Regions from separate parts of the Mus musculus genome. Here region 1 is linked to region 2. A link is a contact called in public HiCAR-type data. All regions are on one chromosome and are shown on one strand. The core of a region is the stretch at or near the end of the contact, and the rest is flanking DNA. Distances in the headings are between cores, read along the strand shown.

The links. HiCAR-type assays count read pairs that join an accessible place to other places.
Region 1: a HiCAR-type map of astrocytes shows a contact between it and region 2, with 4 times the contacts expected there. The contact joins the promoter of Sema4f here to the promoter of Gcfc2 in region 2. A contact is called at or near these places in 1 of 39 promoter capture datasets (embryonic stem cells) and 1 of 115 datasets of contacts at active chromatin or transcription factors (astrocytes).

Annotation. Positions count from the first base shown.
Region 1 is chr6:82,938,390-82,941,089 of GRCm38.p6, forward strand. It overlaps Sema4f (sema domain, immunoglobulin domain (Ig), TM domain, and short cytoplasmic domain), which reads right to left and starts at 1,380. Exons shown (of 14, transcript NM_011350.4): 1 at 1,072-1,380. The coding sequence starts at 1,234.
Region 2 is chr6:81,922,122-81,924,957 of GRCm38.p6, forward strand. It overlaps Gcfc2 (GC-rich sequence DNA binding factor 2), which reads left to right and starts at 1,548. Exons shown (of 17, transcript NM_177884.3): 1 at 1,548-1,817. The coding sequence starts at 1,586.

The DNA of each region.
Region 1 (2,700 bases), core at 130-2,629, 1.0 Mb after region 2:
CCCCGTGCCACACTCATGTCCAGATCAGCAAAAAGTATTTAAACTGTGAGCACCATTTATGCTTTTTCCATGTCTTCATAAAGAACCTAAACCCTATCTTGTTTTATTAAATATATAATTTTTATGTTTCTTTAAACATAATGTGTGTGTGTATGTATGTATGTATGTATGTATGTATGTATGTATATTAGTGTCTGTATATATGCACTATAAGTAACCACAGAATCCTGTTCCCTCGGAGCTGGAATTGCAGGTGGTTGTAAGCCACTGACATGGGTGCTGGGAACAGAACTCAGATCTCCTGGGAAAGCCGCCAAATGCTCTTAACAACAGAGCCATCTCTCCAGCCCCTCCTTTGTTTTGTGTGAAGAACTTTGAATGGGCTCATTGAAGTGTTTTCTAGCACTCAAAGTAGGGAATGGGCAGGGGGAGCAGCGGACATTCGGGGAATTAAAGTTAAAGTGAATTGATAGCGGAGGATGGATGTCAGCCATAAGGAAAGTGGGCAGGAGGGATACAGGTCTGGATGAGGGTGGGAGGGCATTTAAAAGGATGACGTGGGGGTGGGGGGAATGAAGCTAAAAGGGCGGAAATTCTGGGCTAGGGATGACCCATTAGAATGAAAGAGCAAGAAGACAGGGAATAGCAGGAGCTTGGAAATGAAGTGATGGGTGTGGGTGTATGTGTGGGCAACAGGGATAAAGGACTGAAATGGACAACCTTGGGCAAACCCCAGGCCCTCCATGGGCCTCAGTATCCAGGTCTACAGGGTAAAGGACTGCACCCTAATGAAAAGAGGGGCTTCGGGAGCACCCTGGTTGTGTCTTGGGAGCTGAGGTGCAGGGCCAGGTTGGGGGTGGGATAGGTGGGATGGAGTAAGGTGGGGTGGGATGAGATGAGATAGAAAGATGCAGGGTAGAAGTCTCAGCTTTGGTCCCACAGGGGTGTGCACCGTGCAGAGGGGCCTTAGATGGCTGTCACTGGAGTTAGCAGGGCAGGTGGGTGTGGGCACCTGCTGGCAAGGGCAGGGTACCGTGCGAAGGGCTGAGGACAAGGGTTCCTGCATCTTACCGGAGATGGGCAGCGAGGTTCTGGGCACCGAGCGGGGGACGCGGCCGCACACCGGGGCGCTCAGCATCGCCAGCAGCAGCAGCAGCAGCGACGACGGCGGCGGGAAGAGAGAGACCGGAGGCGGCCGGGGGCCCGGGCGGGGCCGCTCGGCCCTGGCCAGCATCTCTGGCTCCGCCTGGTGCCGGGTGGGGCGCGTCGGGCAGCCTCTACTCAGTACCGCTACTGCGCGGGCCTCGGCCCCTCTCGGGTACCCTCGGCCGAGCTCGGCCTGCAGCGGTGAGATGAAACACAACCCGACTCCTCCCACTCACAAAGGAACCAATGGAGGACCGGTTTCTTCCTATAACCAATGAAAATTGAGTGGAGGAGGGACGAGGAAGAGAGGCCCTACCCAGGTGTAGGCGGAGCTAGGACAGGTGTAGGTGTGGGTTTCTTCCTCAGAAGGATGGAAACGTTCCTAGGTCTGGAGTCACCAGTGAATTTGTAGCAGTTGCTCCAAATCCCCAAATATCCATATCTGTGCTACTAAGAGCACCAGATTTTTCAGATTTTTATTTATTTTTTTTGTTCCTGTAAGATGGCTCAGTGAGTATAAGGGGCCAGCTGCTAAACTTGAAGTCTGAGTTGGATTTAACCACTGCCCCCACCCCGGGACCCAACAACATGGAAAGCAGAGAATCCACTTGCTCAGATGGTCCTCTGACTTCCACATGCACGCCATGGTACTAATGGCCTCCAACACACATACACACAATAAATAAATTAAAATGCAAATATACTTATGAATATATTAGTTACTTTTCTCATTGCTAAGGTCCAACTTAAGGAAGGGTTTATTTTGGTTCACAGTTGGAAGATATAGTCTGCCATGATGGAAAAGCAGGGTGGCAAAAAACTGAAAAGTCTGGTCACATTGCATCTGCAATAGGAAGAAGAGAGCTTAGCCCAGAGTATGGTGCCATCCATAGTCAGGGTGGGTCTTCCCACCTCAACAAAATCGAGAGACTCCCTCACAGTAGCTCGTCCAGTTTTGTCTCTGGGTGGTTCTAGACTCTATCAAGTAGACATTGTTAACGGTCCCACTTTGAATCATTGGGCTGGAGAGATAGTCCAGGGGTTAAGAGCACTGACTCCTCTTCCAGAGGTTCTGAGTTCAATTCCCAGCAACTACATGGTGGCTCACAATCATCTGTAATGGGATCTGATGCCCTTTTCTGGTGTGTCTGAAGAGAACAATAGTGAATACATTAAAAAAAAAAGTAAAATAAATAAAATAAAAGAACTAAGGAGACTGGGAAGTGTGCTGGCCAGAGTCAGGAATGACCACTGTGTATTTGAGAGGAGACTCCACAGAAATACACCCAATGCAGTAGACCTGGAGTGGTGCCTTGGCCCTGTTCTTCACGTAAAACTACCTCATTTCTAGGCAGCCTTTAAGGAGTCAAGTGCCCAGGTTTTCTACAGAAGCTGTGGTTTAGGGCAGGACTCTGACATGTGAAGTAACTTCCTCCTGTCTCAGAGGGAACTTGCGCTTACCAGGTGTTTCACTTATGATTCCGTATCATCTCCTTGCCATCCTGGGAGGGAGACCTGAAACAGAAGTTAACATCCCCAGTGGTGTGCTATTGG
Region 2 (2,836 bases), core at 298-2,797:
AGGAAAACACTCAGCTATACTTGTTATAGTCTTATGGGTATAACAATTGTGAGCAAATAATGTAAATTTATAAGTAGGTTAAAAAAATAGAATTAAATAAATAAATCAATAAATAAAAGGGTTGGTAAGATAGCTTGGCTGGTAAAGATACTTGTTTGGCCTAGTGACCAGCTTACACAGTGGAAGGAAAGAGCTGATTCCAAATAGCTGTCTTCTTATCTTAGCCATATTCTTTCTCTCTCTCTCTCTCTCTCTCTCTCTCTCTCTCTCTCTCTCTCTCTCACACACACACACACACACACACATACACACACTAAATATATGTAAAAAGAATTAAACTAAATAGGGTGAAAAGAAAACTATCTTGGTTATTTTTCTCATGTCACCATGACAAAGAACCTGGCAGAAGCATCTTAAGTGAGGAGGGGTTTACTTGACTCACAGTTCTGTCGGCACCCTCCCTCCATCATGGTCGGATTGGCAAGGCCAATGGCTTGGTCAGCAGTGGCCGAACATTGTCAATCAGTAACTCCACACCTTGGCCAACCAGGAAGCTGAGAGCTCTGGCCAGAGGGAGATGTATCCATCACCTGCAAGGCCTGCCTCTGGAGAGCCATTTTTGCGAATTAACCCATAGTCCCAAAGGTTCTACAACTGTCCCACAGTGCCACAATCTGGGGACCAGGTTTTCAATGCCACGAGCCTGTGTTAAATGTTTCTGATTCTAGTCCCAACAACAGTATTTGGTAGCTGTATGCACCCAACTTTATGTAGTCACATGAAATGTTTTGATGGTAACTGAAGTCTTCTTGAAAACCAACCAACAAATAAGGAAACAATAAAGGAATAGTACGCTGGAGACGGGGTGAGGTGTGCTGCAGGTGTTAAAGCCTGGAGCCCAAAGGTTGCAGGCATGGAACCTGATGCTTATGGAAGCAACTGCAAACTCTCATCACAGCTCTGAGAGACCAAGGTTTCACTCTCTCTAGATTGCCTGGGACCCAACGTAGTTCTTACCCCAAAGGGAATACAATTTTGGAGCCAAATATGTGCCCATGGCCTATAAACAGATTTCTGCCTTTGCGAATTCCATGGTCAATGTGGGAAGTGTTAGTTTGAAAGAAGAAAGGAGAGAGAGAGAGCATATGAGAGAGAGAGAGAGAGAGAGAGAGAGAGAGAGAGAGAGGAGAGAGAGAATGGAGTTATAAGCCAAAGCATTTTAAATACATTTGTGGAAACCTTAAGTGAACAGAATGCAGTGGAGAAATCTCAGCCACAGGCCTCAGGTCATTTATGCTCTTATCATTTATGCTTAATTTCATTGTTTATCCCTCCACTTCTGTCTGTTCTGGGTGAGATGTGCAGGTAATCTCCCGGGCTTCGAACATAAACTGCGAGAATGTTTGGCCAGTTATTATCTGTCCCACTAAAAAGGCAGCTCAGCTCGGCCAATTCAGACCATTGGGTACCGAACCCTGCTGCACCAGGCGGAGCTCTCACAAACACGCATGCGCATCTCGAGACGCGCGACTGCGCAGGCGCCGGACACCTAGCCTTAAGGAGACGCGCCAATCCTACTTGGAACATGGCTCTCAGGCCCCAGAGGACTTTCAGGCGGCGCCAGGTCGAGTCCAGCGATAGCGATAGCGATAGCGACGGCGCGAAGGAGCAGAGTGCGGAGGAGCCGGCGTCTGCCGGCGGCCGAACAGAGGGAGCGGAGCGGCCGCGCGGGGCCCGCAGCGCCCGGGGCCGAGGTCGGGTCTGGGCGAGTTCCCGCCGCAGCCCGGGAGCTGCTCCCCGCGGGGACGGCGGAGCAGGTGACCGAGGGGTGGAAAGGGCTCCGTTGCTCAGATCCAGAGGCCTCTATGGCCGTCTGCACCCGCATTGCTCAATGCCGGGGTTGCCCGAAGCCTCCCATAGATCTTGGTGGCACTTTGCAGTTTGCATCCTCAGGTGACCCGCACCGACTAGAGCATACAGCCATTGGTGTGCACACACTGAACCCAAATCCTCAGAGAGGTCCTGAACGACTCCTCGTGCTGTTAGCTGTTAAATGTGGATGAAAGTCGTGTGAGCCTTTGGGAGCTTGTCTAACAGTTTTCTAAGAACACCAGACAGTGACTAAAAGAATAAGGACAGGGTTTGGAACGTTGTCATTTTTAAAATCAGTCATCTGCAACAACAACAAAAAGTAGATTAAAAATAATGTAAAACGAGGTGCTGTGACTGAGATTGGTGACACTAAGGACCGTTCCATTCATGTGATCAAATACCAAGTCATTTGAGGGCTGGCGAAGCCAGTCAGCAGTTAAGAGCACTGGTTACTCTTAGAGGACCCGAGTTCAGTGTCTAGCACCAACTTGGTGGTTCAGGACCGTCTGTAACTCTGGGACATTGGAACTCCTCCCCTAACCCTGTCAGGCAGCAGACACACACAGTGTAGGAAGATCACTGTGTTGTACAATAGATACACTAAACTTATTCTTGTAAAATTTTGTAACCTTTGCCAACATACATTCCCACATTGGCTCATATTAACCACCATTCTATTCAGTGTCTGTGATTTCCTTCAAATTGTTTGGATTCTACATATTAATGAGAGCTTAACATATCTGTCTTTCTGTGCCCAGCGTATAGCACTTAAAATAATGACTTCAAGGCTTGGGATCTTACTGATTTCTTAGTCAATGTCAGGGGCCCGGTTCATCTAAAGTTTGATTGATCTTTTTTGTATTTGTAACAAAGTATGCCGGTCATCTGTTTACCTTGAGTTAAGTAAGTACTTCTCTTCCCTCCTAGATCAGTGGTTCTCAAATTTCTTTGGCCTTTGAACTCT